Linked DNA regions of Capsicum annuum: region 1 is linked to region 2. A link is a contact called in public Hi-C data. All regions are on one chromosome and are shown on one strand. Each heading gives the region's core, a stretch centred on a gene start, on an enhancer-like site or on the middle of the called end of the contact. The rest is flanking DNA. Distances are from core to core; before and after follow the strand shown.

What was found. Hi-C and Micro-C count contacts between places; a contact is called where the count stands out from the background.
Region 1: a contact with region 2 is called in a Hi-C map of bud, with 2.7 times the contacts expected there. The contact joins the enhancer-like site here to the promoter of LOC107877939 in region 2. A contact is called at or near these places in 2 of 5 Hi-C or Micro-C datasets (bud and placenta).

The regions. Positions count from the first base shown.
Region 1 is chr7:120,056,871-120,061,444 of UCD10Xv1.1, forward strand. LOC107877937 reads left to right here. Exons shown (of 19, transcript XM_016724762.2): 19 at 1-351. Among protein-coding and RNA genes, the nearest start is that of LOC107877937, 33 kb to the left of the region's middle. Within about 2 kb of position 1,656, at least 3 of the 5 cell types and tissues checked have an H3K27ac peak or open chromatin away from gene starts, as enhancers often do. A contact at or near this core is called in bud, where this site is marked.
Region 2 is chr7:119,770,844-119,775,171 of UCD10Xv1.1, forward strand. LOC107877939 (serine/threonine-protein kinase STY13) reads right to left here and starts at 1,563. Exons shown (of 3, transcript XM_016724763.2): 1 at 1,190-1,563; 2 at 1-323. The coding sequence starts at 240.

The DNA of each region.
Region 1 (4,574 bases), core at 406-2,905, 290 kb after region 2:
AAGGAAACATCAATATTTACTGATCAAAGGATAAAGAACATTGAGTTCACGGAACTCATGGAACTTGTTCTTGTAACTTGTAAAGTTACAGATTTTCTTAATCAGGCAATTAAGCCTTAAGGGGGAGAGGAATTGGGAACTCCCGCCCCCTGGGGTTGGGGTGTACAATGCTGGATGTATTTTTTCTTTTCTGACTAAATCTGCTTCTCTTTGGGCTCTGATAACATGTGAAAATGAAAGCAGAAGAGTAATCTCAGAAAATTGTTTAGAAGATAATAATACTAGAAGCCTCATATAAAATTTTAGACTACAGAAAGTGTGGACAAGTTTCTTAATGATCGATTCTTACCATAGCTTGAGTAACGTGTGAAAGTTTTTGGAAAAGCAACTTATATCAGTTAGTCTGAAACCTTGAGAAAAGAAACTGTTGTTTCTCAACTTCTAGTTTACCGGATAATATGGAAAACAGATGGTATGTATGGAAGACGGATGGGTAATTCATCCCGAAAAAAATTATTTTGTATGAGATGCGCAATGTCATACTTGTACGAGGGGTTCGTTATTTGACATTTGGAATTTGTGGAACCCAGTTGTCATTACTTTGTAATATTCGTCTTTATAACCATCTCCCTCTTCACCTTTTTATTTTATTTCAATTCATGTTCTCACATTTTTGTTTTTTGAAAATTTCTTCAATTTTTTTTTCTTTCTTTGATTTTTATATTCTCTTTCAACATCTTTCATAACAATCAATTTTAAACTTTTATTTCATTATTTTGCGAAACTTTTATGTGTGTATGTTACTTAATGTAATTTGAGATTTATAATCGACACTCAAGAATTGCGCTATACCATCATATGGACATACTCATGCCATCTCAAGAGAAAAATTGAAGTTGGCGTTGTGTTTGATTATGAGTATAAATTTGAGTTGTTTTTAAATTTTTGTGAGAGGAGTAAGTAGGCTTTGGCCATAATTATTAATCACAATATTTTGGAATACTTTTTCATTTTATTTTGAAATACTTGTATGACCATGAAAATTACGTATTTCGAAATATGTTTTCACAATTTTTTATTTTTCGAAAAACACCTCTTGAGGTGTTTTATATTTTTGACTCAATCTATCACTTTATAAAAAATAAATTCAAAGTCTAAAATACTTTAGAAAATACTATTGTTAAACACAATTTTAATTCTATTTTCAATGTCTAAAATATCAATTAAAGTGAATATGTTTTTGATTTTCATGACCAAATGAATTCTAAAAGTGAAAAAAGTTGGTACTTATTTTTATTTTTTCAGATACAACTCTAAATTATGTTTGAAATTTTCATGTTAAATACCAACTTAAAATTATATTTATAATAAAGTGAGGAAAAAAATTGAGAAAAAAAGTATCATGATCAAATAAATACTTGATAAAATTAGTTATTAGGAACTAGAATTTCTGAGGTTGAACATTTGAGCAAGAGAACTCTTGGAAAAATGATATAAAGGTGGAAAGACAAAATATAGTTGCACAAAGAAATTATATTTAATTTTAGTGGCATTGAAATTAAATTTGAAGAAGAAAAATAGTGCCAAAAATACGTAAAGGAGGACTAGTGGACCCCATGTCACATGTCCATCAAATAATAAGTCCTCATACAACTTTTGTTTGTTGTATGAGACTCAAAGTAAAATTTTTGTATGAGATGCGCCATGTCATACTTGTACGAGAGGTTCATTATTTGACATTTGGAATTTGTGGAACCCAGTTATCATTACTTTGTAATATTCTTCTTTATAACCATCTCCCTCTTCACCTTTTTATTTTATTTCAATTCATGTTCTTCTCATATTTTTGTTTTTTGAAAATTTCTTCAATTTTTTTTTTTTTGATTTTTATATTCTTTTTCAACGTCTTTCATAACAATCAGTTTTAAACTTTTATTTCATTATTTTGTGAAACTTTTTTGTGTGTATGTTACTTAATGCAATTTGAGATTTATAATCGACATTCAAGAATTGCGCTATACCATCATATGGACATACTCATACCATCTCAAGAGAAAAATTAAAGTTGGAGTTGTGTTTGATTATGAGTATAAATTTGAGTTGTTTTTAAATTTTTGTTAGAGGTGTAAGTAGGCGTTTGGCCATAGTTATTAATCACAATATTTTGGAATACTTTTTCATTTTATTTTGAAATACTTGTTTGACCATGAAAATTACGTATTTCGAAATACGTTTTCACAATTTTTTATTTTTCAAAAAACACCTCTTGAGGTGTTGTATTTTTTTGACTCAATCTATCACTTTATAGAAGAAAAAAATAAATTCAAAGTCTAAAATACTTTAGAAAATACTATTGTTAAACACAATTTTAATTCTATTTTTAACGTCTAAAATATCAATTAAAGTGAATATGTTTTTGATTTTCATGACCAAATGAATTCTAAGAGTGAAAAAAGTTAGTACTTATTTTCATTTTTTCAGATACAACTCTAAATTATGTTTGAAATTTTTTTATCAAATACCAACTTAAAATTATATTTATAATAAAGTGAGGAAAAAAATTGAGAAAAAAAAGTATCATGATCAAATAAATATTTGACAAAGAATTAGTAATTAGGAACTAGAATTTTTGAGGTTGAACATTTGAGCAAGAAAACTCTTGAAAAAATGATATAAAGGTGGGAAGACAAAATATAGTTGCCCAAAGAAATTATATTTAATTTTGATGGCATTGAAATTAAATTTCAAGAAGAAAAAAATTGTAGAAGATGAAAAATAGTGCCAATGGTGGCTTCTCCACAAAGATAAAATAAGTAAAGGAGGACTAGTGAACCCCATGCCACATGTCCATCAAATAATAAGTCCTCATACAACTTTTGTTTGTTATATGAGACTCAAAATAAAGTTTTTCTCTCAAATGTAAGTAGTCACATTGTAAATTTGACTAATTACACTAGTAGGCATTCACCTTTTTCACTGGGTTAGAATATCAGAGCCGATATCATTGATAAAGCAGAAATAGAATTACTTTTATACAAAAGCAACACAGTAATTTTAATCTCTTTCCCTTACCTTAATACAAATGATGATGTTTCTTCCCACGTTCAATGAATATATTGATCCCTAATGAGATGGTTTTCTATGTTTGTCTTTGAGGAGCTGGAAAGAATCTCAAAATGAGATGGTATCAAATTTTTTATTATACCGATGCATCTTCTCTCAGAATGGCCTCGTCTTTCAATTCTTTGAGAGCTCACATAGTGAATATGTTAGCAAATTTGGAGTAAAAATAATGTGTGTACCTTAATATGTTGCAGCGGAAGTCGTTGAATTTGCTACTGATAGAATCACCCAAGTCAATCTTCGTCTTTCTTGAAAATGGAGTATTGTTTCACAAACTGAATACCTTCGTTGGTGTTTTGTTCTTGTTTTGTGTTTTTAGTTACCCAAGGATTTGTTTTCTCATCCGTTTCTATTGAAGAAGAAGAAGTAGTAATATGTATAGGAGTAGTGGGTAGGGGTGTGCATCGGTCGGTTCGATTTGGTTTTATATATTATCGGTTCAGTTTATCAATTTTTGATTTTTAAATATGCTAAACCAATAACCAAACAACTAAGATAATTTTTTATCGATTTTCGATTTATCGATTTTTAGTCCTTAACAGTTCGGTTTAACCGATAAGAAAACACTCATAAAATAAAAATAGTAGTAACTAACATGAAAAAAATCGAATCTTAGTTGCAACCAAAAATCCTACATGATGTGTTTTAATTTATAAGAATCTTTAAGTTTGGACTAAATGTTGTTAGGAGAAATTAAGAGTTTGTATAATTGAAATAACAGGTTTGTTAATTTGTAGAAATTAAAGAAAAATTAAGAGAAATATATAATAAGTCATATATATATACATATTCTTATTGGGATATCGGTTTACCCAATAACCCAATAAGAAAAAATCAAACCGAACCAATAACCCAATAAATTTTTCTTATAAAACCATTAAAAAACTGTTAATCCAATAACCCAATAACAATAAACAATAATACTTTTATCGGTCGGTTCAACTTTTGCACACTGAAAGTAGTGGGAGAATAAATAATTAGTCAGTAACTGATTTGCTCCCTTCTTATCTTTTATCATTAAAATAAAAATTAGGCCGGGTCGGGTCGGTCCACATGGACGACCCATGACCCGTAATCTAACATCTCCCACTTTGCACATGGTGGACAAGACCCACACCAGTACGACATCATCAAGTCACCAATTTATACGACAAATAGTTTGTGCGACCTGTGAGCATCACAAGCTTTACCTATAAGATTTTACAAGATACATATAGGAATCCAATCACATGTAAAAAGAATTCATTACTAAAATGAGGATACTTATACTCACAATACCCAGACATCATTCACTACTTTAGTTGTTACCTATTCGATCCCTCTTCCTCTTAAAGAGGTGAACTCGAGTTCATGATTAACTTTATATACACAATTACACTTGACATCTACATGGTTAGTGTAATAGCCAGCTTGTGTACACAAGTTAAATTATTTATTTTAATCATCTTTCC
Region 2 (4,328 bases), core at 313-2,812:
GACACGCTTGAGACCTTGGTGGTTTAAGATACGAGTGTGTGAATCATTTGATCCAACACTACTGTTATCCATCGACATTGCAACTGAACCTCCGCCATTGCTCATCTGCAAGCTCCCATAACTGTCGATTGACATGTTTGATCCCTCACCAAGCTTATGGTAAAAATTTTGGGACAGTCCATAATGATCATGGTTTTCATTTAAGTCTATAAGTCCCGCAAACTTTGGAGTCTCCAACATTTTCCCTTCAAGCAACTGCAGCAAAAAAACTATAGTTTTTTCTGCATGAGGATTTGTAACTCAAACTTTAACGGACCACAACCCTGTAAGAAACATGAAATATCAGAGCTTGCTAGCAGAAAATTCTTCTCCAATTTCATGCATCAAAGCACAATAAGCAACAAGGAGAAAATAACTAAACAAAAAATAATTTCAAAATGAACACACAGAAGAGAAGCTTGATGAAAACTAACCACGCAAGAAAAAGTCTATCTTCAACCTTTACTAAAAGGTAAGCTATTATATAAGGGAAAATTGTCCTCAACCTTCAGTTCATTTAATGCCTTCAAATTAGCTAAATGACTCGGTAATTAAGATGACAAATCAGTTACTTCCTTATTCACCTTTGAATCCTTTATTAAAATCCGTAAATGTAATTAATGATTATATGCTTCCATGGAGCAGTAAGGGTAGATATGGCAAAAAGCTACTAATGTCTTCTTCTTTTTGTAAAGCCACATTTTTTTATTCAAATTGGAAGTAGGGGAAGAGGAAATGGGGGAGAGAATTACGTCAACCAATAGTCAACCAACTACTGAGATACCGCTCGTTTTGTAAAGCCACAAAAAGAATTGTTTTTGGGGATAAATTACACACACATTAACTGGAGAAGAGAACTGACAGACCAAACTGTAAAATGTTCCATTTCTACTATAACATTTTCCACGAAAAGATTAGGGGTTTAATCGTAATTACAACCAAAACGCGTCGATTTCTAGCTCCGGTTTGGGGAAAAAAAGTCAGATAATTCAAGCAAGAACAAGCAAAAATAAACCTACACCCAGCACAGAAATTAGCAACAGAAAAAAAAGTAGTTCAAAATCCCCACAAAAACCCTTAATTCGAGTGACAAAAATCAACAAATTAGATGATCCAAGGGTAAAATCTATAGAAAAATAGTTAAAATTACCTCGATCGAGAACAATTACTTTGGGATAATCCAAAACAGTCCAATCGATTTTGTAAAACCCAAGAGCTGTAATAGGAAGTCTGAAGAGCAGCAGCAGTAGTAAAGAAACGACGACGTATAAAGAGAAATAGAAGTAGAGAGGAGAAGTAGTAGAGAACACAAAAAGCAAAATGAAAACGCGCGCGCGCGAGAGAGAGTCTCTTGTTTTGTTTAGTTTCTACCCTGACTATGACCCTGAGGGAGACATGTGGTGTGGCCACTCCGATCTTACTCTTCGGTTCTTGCGTACCCACTTGCTGTGCTCGACCTTCATCTGTAAATTGAGCGGTCGATAAGTTAGCGAGCCCGAATTTTAACTACGCGTTCAATAGGAAATTTCGGTGAAGGGTTCAATTTCTATTATACATATATAGAAATTAATTTTAGTTATGTATTATTAGTATATTTTTTCATCATCCTCTGTCCTTGAAAATATAGGATTAGTTTATTTCATCTTTAATTAGAGTTATTAGTTAGTCAAGAAATCATTTATCCTATCATTTATATTTAGTGATGAGATAAGTTATTTTTTTATATCTATGGTGTAATAACTTGTTTCTAATCAAATGATCCTTAAGAGATGGTACAAAATAATCACATATTTGATGGATTAAAATGAGGATTTATTGGAGAAAATAAAAAAGAGAATAAAATGAGAATTTGAATTGTAAAAAGGGATGTATATAAAAAGAATTTATTAAGGACATAATAGTCATTTAAACATTTTTTTAATCATTGGGAGGCTAAAATTTTTACTCTGGCATTCGTCATTTTGAGTGTATGCACGCATTTTTATCAGGTAAGATTGGAGTATTTTTTTTGTTCAACTTTTTTATAGTTAAAGGGTCTACTTGTGCACTGATAAAGTTAAAGGTCAAGTTATAATTTGGTGTCAAGTTAAAGGTCTTGTTTATGTATTATGTCTATTCCATATATATAGCGGGATAACTTATCCCGCGATAACTTGTTTCTAACCAAACGATCCTTAAGAGTTGGTACAAAATAATCACATGTTCGATGGATTAAACTGAGATATGATTAAGTTTGGTGTTAAATTTATATCATGTTTGCTTAAAGGAATACTCCAAAGCTAATTTATACCATCAACAAAATATAATATAAATTTTGTACCAAACTTAATCACGAGATATTCCACTTTATCATGCGTATCGAATGACCCTTAAACTTATGTGAAGTCTCTGTCTTTTTTACTTGACCTTATACGAAAATAAATATTTCAATTTATTTATCTATTTTTATAAATCAAGTGAGTTTTATTACTTTATCTATTCATTTTTATTTATTATATTTCACTTTGTGAAGATTAATTTGATTAAACGTCAACTAAATTGAAGTAATTAATTTAATATTTAGATTTTTGAAGACTACATAAAAAAAAACTATATGTTACAATTTTCTCATATTAATATAATAACAAATATAAATGTTGATCAAAATTTATGCAATTTAACTATCAAAAAACAAAACGTGATCAATAAAAATGAATGCAGTGAGTAAGGTTTCTCTAGGCCAAATGTGTACTCTTCCATATTTTTATTTGACATTTGACACAAGTTTGAAATCTTTTTCCAAATATCTACTTTTTTCATGACATTGTTAGTGAAAGTTTCAAAACTATCATTTTCAATATGGGAAAAAGCATAAGTACCTCCTTGAACTTGTCGCCACAACTTATTATAATACTTTAACTTTATCGATAATTATTTATCTCACTAAATAATTTTCGCATGAATTATATTGCCCCATTAATAGCTAACATGACCAAAAAAATAAAGCGCATTTCCTTTTAGAAAAAAGTATTGGTAGAATATTTTAATAATTTTTTAATTATTATATATAATTTAATTATATATAATAAAATAAAAATAACAAATAAAAACATCCTTACCTCCCTTTTCATCTTCTTCAAGATCCCCGGCCCTTTCATTTTCTTCAAACCCACCTCCTTTTATCTTCTCCGACCCTCCCTCCCTTCCTTCCTCCCCACCTTCTTCTTTGAACCCCACCCTTTTTCCTCTATTTTCTACAAACTTTCACCCCATTCCTTCTTCTTCAAATCCTCTCTTTCTACTTTTTTTTTTTTAAATTTTTATTGTCACCTAAAGAAAAAACCTTCATCTTGATTCAAAAAATTTTTATTATAATTTTCAAATATGCAAGTTAGAATACTCATTTTTTCTAAAGAAAATGTTATGAGAAGAGAAATCAGAAGTAGCAAAAATTAGTGAAGTGTTAATGAAGGTTAAAAAAAAGGAGAGGAAATTAATGAAAATTAAATCAATGATTAGAAACTAAAAAGTATTAATGGATGTTAGAAGAAGAAAAAAGAAAAGGTGGTTGGCTGATGGCAGGTTGGGGTGGTGGTGGTGATTTGAAAATTAAAAAGGGGGTGGATCATTTGAAGAAGAAAGAAGGGGGGATATATTTTTAAAATTTTATAAATATATATTAGTGAAATTATTTTTTAAATAATTTTTTATGTGGATCTGATGTGACAACGACGTAGTGCTAACGTGGGGCGAGTGTAATACACTCTTCATTGTGAGAGTAATATTACATTTTGAGAGTGGTATATAATTCATGCGAAAGTTGTCTAGGGGGAGTAAATAATTATCTATAAAGTTAAAGTGATAAAGTAAATTATGACGACATCAAACTATAATTTTAACTATGAATAACTATAAATATAATTCAGAGGATATTTATTCTTTTTTCCTTCTAACATCAAACTTTTAAATAACACAAAATAGTCCTATTACTAAAGTCCTAAAAAAAAAAAAAATCTTTATCACCAAAGCTTTAGAAAACTTACATCCTAACTCCAGTGTTGAAAAATAAAAAATAGTCCTCCACAAAATTTTAACTATGAATTTTCTAATTACTCGATTTAAAAAAAAAAAAAAAATTCTTCCTTCAAGCACTCCCGATTTGTCTCCTTTTAGATTTTATTTACTATTATTATTATTATTATTATTATTATTATTATTATTATTATTATTATTATTTTATAACTGTGTTGTTCGTTCAATTTTTTGTCTGAGCCGACAATTCAAGTTATTCATTAAAAAATCACTCTTCA